2 separate regions of the Ovis aries genome follow, and region 1 is linked to region 2. A link is a contact called in public Hi-C data. All regions are on one chromosome and are shown on one strand. Each heading gives the region's core, a stretch centred on a gene start, on an enhancer-like site or on the middle of the called end of the contact. The rest is flanking DNA. Distances are from core to core; before and after follow the strand shown.

The links. A called contact is a pair of places that touch in the nucleus more often than the background predicts.
Region 1: a Hi-C map of muscle shows a contact between it and region 2, with 2.9 times the contacts expected there. The contact joins the promoter of RASSF3 here to the enhancer-like site in region 2. A contact is called at or near these places in 6 of 16 Hi-C or Micro-C datasets (blood, muscle, omental adipose tissue and 2 more).

The regions. Positions count from the first base shown.
Region 1 is chr3:155,351,761-155,355,410 of ARS-UI_Ramb_v3.0, forward strand. RASSF3 (Ras association domain family member 3) reads right to left here and starts at 1,454. Exons shown (of 5, transcript XM_004006496.5): 1 at 1,162-1,454. The coding sequence starts at 1,272. It overlaps LOC121819126 (a long non-coding RNA gene), which reads right to left. Exons shown (of 3, transcript XR_006059343.2): 3 at 2,007-3,650.
Region 2 is chr3:155,288,088-155,292,298 of ARS-UI_Ramb_v3.0, forward strand. All of the region lies in intron 1 of RASSF3 (Ras association domain family member 3), which reads right to left. Among named protein-coding and RNA genes, the nearest start is that of RASSF3, 63 kb to the right of the region's middle. Within about 2 kb of position 2,439, at least 22 of the 54 cell types and tissues checked have an H3K27ac peak or open chromatin away from gene starts, as enhancers often do. A contact at or near this core is called in muscle, where this site is marked.

The DNA of each region.
Region 1 (3,650 bases), core at 204-2,703, 63 kb after region 2:
CGAATCTTAAAAAGAAATTTGACCTCCTAAAGTGGTTAAGAAAACTTAAAAGGTCTGGCAAGGAAATCCTGACACACTAATCCGTCCTCACTCCTCCCATAAGCCATCATCCGGCCCTGATTTTCCTTGCCTCTAGTCTCCAGAAAGAAGTCTGATGGCAATGTTGGGCGCGCGCCTGCTGTTTTTTAAGAGCAATCATTTTGTTCCATTCCAGCCTTCTCTAATCGGATACCAGTACGTCTGCGTTGGCAGGACTTCCCTGCTGAGGCTCCCAGGGCCAGGAGGCCGCGGGGTTCAAGCACCGGACTCAGACATCAGCCCAAGCGTCCCCTTTCGGGCGAGCCTCCTTGAAACACACAATCATGGTCGGCGAAACCAACCCAAGTTTCCTTCCAATCTTTTCCCAAGTCATGCTTTCCACTGCACGCTTCCTCCAAAAAAGGAAGAAACCGACCGAAGGCTCAGCTCTCGCCGGCTGCTCCTACCTAGTACCGGAACTTGTTTGCAAAACATTAGATGCACCTATAAACGTGACTTTACTGGAAACGCACCACCGTGACTCCCGCCACCCAGATTTACTGAGCGCCTGCTCTGACGAGGCCCCGCGTTTCCCTCAGCGCCCCCCACCCCGCCACGAGAGGCGCTCCGACAGGGAAGGTAGGGGAGGCGGAGTCCCGACGTCCACTCCTGGCCGTTACACGGCCCCCAAAACACTCCAGGGGCCACAGGCCAATGAACGGACTAATAGAGGGGGCCTCCATGAGGACCGCGAGGGGGCGAAGGGCGTCCCCGGGCACAGAGGAAACGTGGGGAGTGGCCTGGGGACGACTCCAGGCTCTCAGAACAGCTCCCCAGCCGCCGGCCGCCCGAGGCGGAGTCGCAGAGGCCATCTGGCGCGGGAGGCGGGAGAGGGCCCTCCGCCTCCCCGCCCTTCCTCCGCTTTCCTCCCCGGTGCGCCCAGCGCAAGCCCGTAAGCCCGCAGGCACCAGTTCGAGGCACTGCTCCGGGATCCGACAGAAGCCCCTTCTCGATGGCCTCCTCCTTCCTCGCGAGCATCCCTCGTGCACCCCGCAGAGACACGTGGAGTTGGGGTCCTGCCGCCCCGGGATTTCCCGGGAGCGACTGGGCGCCGGCTACTGCGTCTACGGGCACACCACTCACTTGCTGGCCGGTGCGGAGCTTGCCCTGGGGCGCTCTCCTGAAGAAGGAGGTCCTGGCGGTGAAGAAGAAGTCCTCGGAGTCCTCCTCCAGGCTGCTGTAGCCGCTGCTCATGCTGCTGGTCCCGTCGCGCGCGGGCCGCCTCCCCGGGGCGCTGGCGGTCAGGCAGGGGGTGCCGCGCCCGCCCGCCCCGCGAGGTTCCCGGCGCGCGGCCGCAAGCCGCCGGCGGGCCGTCCTGCTGCAGCTGCGGCCGCCGCTCAACCCGGCCGTCCCGGCCCCTCCCGGCTTCCCGGCCCGGCTCCTGGCGCGGCTGGGGCCCCAGAAACACCCAGCGACCCCGCCCCCTGGGCCTCGACCCCGCCCCAGCCCCGCCCCGCGCCCCGCGGGCCCCGCCCCGAGAGGCCTGGGACGCGCCCCAGGCGGTCTGGTCACTCCCGGCGCAGGTGGGAGTGGGGAGTATGTAGCTGGGCTGTTCTACGAGCGCTGCTCTTCCCGAGCAGTATTTGGGGAGCCCCCCGCATCCCTGCTTAGACGGCTGCGTCTGTGCTTCGGGTCGCTACCCCAGCCTCCCGGAAACTGCCAATTCCTCGGAGATCAGTGCCCCCGCCCGGCTAGCTCGGGTTTGGGGGAGGGCCCAAGCAGAGCCGGAAACTTTCTCCGCCGTCTCCGCACTGCTCGCCCCCTCCCGGGGTCCGGCGGGTGAAAATTGCAGGGCGGAGGGACACCCCCCCCACCAGTCCCACCCCCGAGACCCTCAGGAGTTCTGCAGTCTTTTCGCCCCGAAGAGAACTCTGGCAACCCAGCCCTCCAAAGAGGGTTAAAAGTTAGCTAAGAGGCGTGAGGAAGTAACGACTGGGTAGAGTTTATTCAAATAAAAACATCCTTTCCGGAAATTCAGTTGAGCTTTGGTCTTTCTCGCCCTTCTTTCTAGTGAGGATTCATTCCGATATAAGGACGGCCAAGGTCATTCTGATCTTTGAGGCCACTTGGTGCGAAGCAGGGTGAACTAGTTCTGCAGTTCGAGTGCTTATTAATTAAACGTGTTTTTTAAATCTTCCCTTCCAAAATCCGCTTTACCTACCAGGCACGGTTTCAATCTTGGGGTGAAGGGTTCAGGGAACTCTTCACCCTCCTCAAAAAACAAGTCCCGTATTTTCTGAATCCTTCCAGTCAGCTAATCCTCTTTAAAAATGCAAAATTTTTCTCCAGGCCGCCTGTGGGTGATAGTCATTTACATCTTGGTGTTATTAAATTAATTTAAACCATACTAATTCCCTTGCAGAGATCCTGACTGAAAGGTGGTTTTGAAGTTTCAGCTCTGCTGTGGTAAGCCGGCTTTAGGAGAGGTTACATTAGGAGGGGAAGAGAGGGTTAGAAAACAAAATTTTCAGCCATTATAGCTAAACTTTCTTGCATTATCTCCTTTAGTCCTGAAAACAACTGCATAAGGTAGTTAGCAGGCTTCCCTGGTGGCTCATACAGTGAACAATCTGCCTGCAATGCAGGAGACCTGGGTTCGGATCCCTAGGTGGGAGAGATCCCCTGGAGAAGAGAATGGCACCCACTCCAGTATTCTTGCCTGGAGACTTCCATGGACAAGAGGACCCTGGGGGGCTACAATCTGTGGGGGTCACAAAGAATCAGACAGGACTGAGCAACTTCAAGGTAGTTAGTACTATTTTACACTCATTTTACATGAAAATTTAAAGGAACAAGGGCTATTAATTCCCTGTAACAGTCCATGCAATACTTCTATTTTGGGTGTAAAAAAGTCAAAGGATAATTGGAGACTTGCTCTAAGATACACACCTAATCCTTATACTTTATTGTCTGAAATTCCTGAATGAGACAATTATTTTTCAGTCATTGATTTGAAGGATGCTTTCTAGAGTTAGCTTCCCTTGTGGCTCAGCAGGGAAATCTGCCTGCAGTGTGGGAGACCTGGGTTCGATCCCTGGGTTGGGAAGATCCCCTGGAGAAGGGAAAAGCTACTCACTCCTGTATTCTGGCCTGAAGAAATCCATGGACTGTACAGTCCATGGCGTAGCAAAGAGCTGGACGTGACTGAACGACTTTCACTTCACTGCATCTAGAGCAACTGAGGCTTAAAGCGAGGAGGGAGCTACTGTAAGGACTGGGACCGCTGTGATCTGAAGAGCTTCAGATGCCCTTCTAGGTTCTCTCCTTGGTCAGTGGTCAGCCATGTGGAATAGCTGGGAGGGAGAACTGGCCCAGAGATGACAAGAAGGATAGAATTGGCTCGAGTCATTCTCTCCTCAGACAGAAAGAAGGCTTGCACGCCTTCAGGCTTACTCACATCCAGTTTGCAAAGTTGTCTATTAACCCAAAAGAGTCTCAGCCACCCTAGGCAGCAGGCCTTGGAATTACAGCCAGTCCACTTTAAAGATCTTACAACATTGAAGCCTTTCCAGCCTCACAGCCACTGAATAATTAGAAACCAGATATTCTATGTTGTTTCACCCAATCTAAGC
Region 2 (4,211 bases), core at 1,189-3,688:
TGGTTAAGACTGCGTTTCCATTGCTGGGGACGAGCATTCAATCCCTGGTTGGGAATCCCAACTAAGATCCCACATGCCACACACTGCGGCCAAAAATTAAATTAAACGAAATATATATATGTAACATTTTTAAAATAAAAGTATACAATAAGAGACTTTCCATTTCATGGGTATGGGATGTGATGTTGGCAGGGCAAAGGGTGCTGGGAAAGTGCCCCATTCCAACCAGACTTGGGACTAGGCCAGGTCACCAAAACTAATGGTGTGCCCTGGGCTACTAACCTGAGTCTGCTCTCTCATTTCCTATCAAATAAGAAACGATACTGGAGTAGACGTCTCCAAAGTGTTTCCCAGCTTTCTGTTTGCAAAAATGTGCTTCCACTAGTGTGACCAATGAGACAGGATGGCTCCACTCAAGGAATCAAGGAAACCAAAGGCTCACCATTAAAAATACACACAAATAGTGAACTGTCCGAATACTGGAGCATACATGTGATCTAGGGGCTTACTGCGTGAAGAAAGGAGAAAAGGAGAGAAAGGCTGGGGGAGTGCACAGAGCAATGGGCAGGTGCTCAGACCATTTCGGTCAGTCCTTGGTCACAGGTTTTGCTGATGACACTGGACTTGGCACCCACCTTGAGGCCCCCTCGGGTCAGGATTCCCAGGAGCTTTAGTCAAAGGAGCAGGCCAGCCTGGGAAGAGAAACTTGACCCGGGTCGTCCACATATGCATAACTGAGACACGCCTGTGTAAACCACTTAGCCGACTTTCTCAGAGATGAAAAACCCAGCAAACACAGGAAGCAACAACAGAAAAGAGCTGGATCCAAAGGTCTCCAAGATCTCTTCCAAACCTAAAATCTCATTAAAAGATCAACTGCAAAGCAAATCCCAGAGAAGCAACTAAACCCTAAAGGGCTGTGAGCTTGTATTTTCTTTAAATACCATATATACTTATAAATCAAGTATAATTGATTTACAATATTATAACAGTTTAAGGTATATAACATAGTAGGCTTCCCAGGTGGTGACAGTGGTAAAGAACCCGCCTGCTAATGCAGGAGACACAGAAGACTCAGGTTCAATCCCTGGTTCAGGAAGATCCCCTGGAGTGGGGGATGGCAAGCCACTCCAATATTCTTGCCTGGAGAATCCCTTGGACAGAGGAGCCTGGCGGGCTACAGTTTATAGGGTCGCAGAGTTGGACACGACTGAAGTGACTTTGACATGTAACATCCTGTTTGTTTCAAGTGTAAAACATAATCACTTTATATGTACATAAAAATGGTCACCAAAATAAGTTTAGTTTACATTCATCACCACCCATAGTTTTTTTTTTCCTTCTGATAAGAGTTTAAGATCTACACTATTCTGTGATCTTGCATTTTTCAGTCAACTGAGGTAGCAACTGTTCACCAAGGCCTACTCATGCAGCAAGTATTTTCTGAACAGAAGCTGTGGGCCAGACCTTGCCCCATGAGGGAACGTCACACAGCACCTCTATCTTCATGTGAGTGAGGAATGCCAGAGAAAAAAAGACTTCCAGGAGGTTAGCTAAGCTCAGTTCCTCCGAGCACAGGAGTCTGGCAGCAAAGGGAAAGGCCTAGGAGCTGCCCGTGAGGCCCTGGATTGGAGGACACTGGTTTCTCTTAGTGTCGGAACTGGGTAAAGTCTCCTGATTAGGGAAATGTCTAGATTATTTAACCCTTTAAAAGAGGACACCCTCGCCCTTCCTCTCACACCAGAAGAATCCTCCTGCCTGTCCTCCAAGCACAATGCATGCCTATGGGCTTCCCGGGTGGTTCGGATGGTAAAGAATCTGCCTGCGATGCAGGAGACCTGGGTTTGATCCCTGGTTCGGGAAGATCCCCTGGTGGAGGGCATGGCAACCCACTCTAGTATTTTTGCCTGGAGAATCCCATGGACAGAGAAGCCTGACAGGCTACAGTCCATGGGGTCTCAAAAGAGTTGGACATGACTAAGCTATTAACACTACTACTATACTAGCAGAACAGAACCCAGAAGGGAAAAAGTAGATTTCATGAGTACAAAGGTGATAGCAAGGAGAGGGTTAAAAAAAAAAAAACCCACGTGGCGGGCGTGGAGCAGAGAGCATGGAGCGTAAACATTCATCTGTAATTGCATGGCGAGGAGGAAATGGCATGGTCGCAGGAGTCTGTGAACGCATCCGCTATTGTTCTTGGCAGCTGGGGAGGGTATGGTGCCACGCCTGAGAGTGTCTGTTTGGGAAGTTAGTTACCAGTCATCTTTTTCATAAGCCACTTTTCTTTTTACATTCCCCAAACCCTCCAGTTTCTAAGAGGGTGAGCTCTTCCATGCAAAACTATAAACCCTAGACTCTTTGCTCATATTTATACCTAGCAATCTCTGGACAGCTGCTCTTGGGTTTGCCTCAGTTCCTGGGTGAGGTCACACTGCTGTTTTTACACCGACCTTTCAAAGGGGGCACGCCCTACCTCCCAGACACACAGGAATCCCAGGCAGCGTGGCTCAGACTGTGTGAAGGCAGCGTGGCCCGGCTCCAGGTTGGAGGGGCTCACAACCCAACTGTCCAAGAATATACAGACCCCTGCAAACCTGGACACTGCTTACACCCTTCCTGTCATTTTTTTGTCTAATTCTGAAATCATATCACAATTAAAGTTTTTTCTTCCAATTTTATTGATATAATTGACAACAGCACTGTATAAAATACAGCATAATTTCTTGAGTTAAAAATATAACAAAAAAAAGACCCTAAGCAAAGTATAAAGCATCTGAGAATAACTACGAGGGGGGAGCAGGGAGAAAGGGAGAGAGATGGGAGGGCAGAGGGAGGGAGCAGGAGAGAAGATGAATACGGCCCCACTGCTCCTTCTGTTTCAGCCTAGTGAAGGCAGTGGTCTAAGGCTTAGGCATACTTAGGTCTGAGTCATGGCTCTGCCACATTCTAGCTGCAGGAGCAAAGGTGAGTTATTTAACCTGAGTCTCAGTTTTCTCATCTTTTTAAAATGTACAGAACAATATGAACTTTATAGAACTGTTATGAAAATAACAGTCATGTCTGACTCTTTGTGACCCCTGAGCAATACAACCCATTATTCAACAACTACTTATTACATGCCTACTGGTGCCCAGCTGTGTACCAAGCACTTAAAACTGGGAGAGACCACTCTGGTCCCAGCCTTTCTGCCTTTTCTTGGTTCTCAGCCTAGTCATGACTTCTCTGGTGGCTCAGACGGTAAAGCGTCTGTCTACAATGCGAGAGACCCAGGTTCGATCCCTGGATTGGGAGATCTGCTGGAGAAGGAAATGGCAATCCACTCCAGTACTATTGCCTGGAAAATCCCATGGACAGAGGAGCCTGGTAGGCTACAGCCCATGGGGTCGCAAAGAGTCGGACACGACTGAGCGACTTCATTCATTCTTTCAGCCTAGTCGAGTCTGTCTTACTCCCTGCCCCATCCCCTTGCATGTGTGGCATTGTTTTGTTTGCATCACAGACTTCTCCAAGAAACAACTGACTCTAAAAATTGCAAATAGCCCAGATTCCTAGGTTGAGTGGAGGACAATACATATCCGCATCACGCCAAGATAGGAGTAAAGAGCGTCATCACCTCCCCACTGGTGGTCCTGCGGCTCTCATGGGGAGCAGCTCTGACTCCTGACCAGTCTGGGGACCAGCCTCTCTCAGTGGAGGGGGATAAACTTATCAAGTCAACAGGCGCCTTCTCTAAGTGAGGTTCCATTCCAAACTCATAAATTCCTACTTTCCATCTCCTCTCCAGCTGAAGAAACAGGCAGTGACCTACTGATGTCCGTAGAAGACTGGGGTGCTGGGTGCAATTACAGCTGGAGCAGGTGCCAGCCTTGTACTGCGCAGGGCATAAAACACCAAGCACCCTCCTTCCTGACACTACACTTCCCTGGACCGGTTGGCCATGCTGCAAATGGAATTCACAGATAGCCTGAGAGAAACGTGGTCTAGGTAAAGACTTCACACGTCTTCCTTCCAGGTTCTGTTCCAACAAAGACGTCATATAAAGTATCATGGACCTAAGCAAAATAGAAAAATCTCCTCCAGGAGAGATTCTTCTACTGCAATCAAGGAGGAACCTATAAGCAAACCAAAGCAGGTCTGCACATAAAAGCACAGGATGAAGCAGTGATTTCCAGGAACTAGTGAGCAAGCCGTTTGCAAGGCTCAGAAGA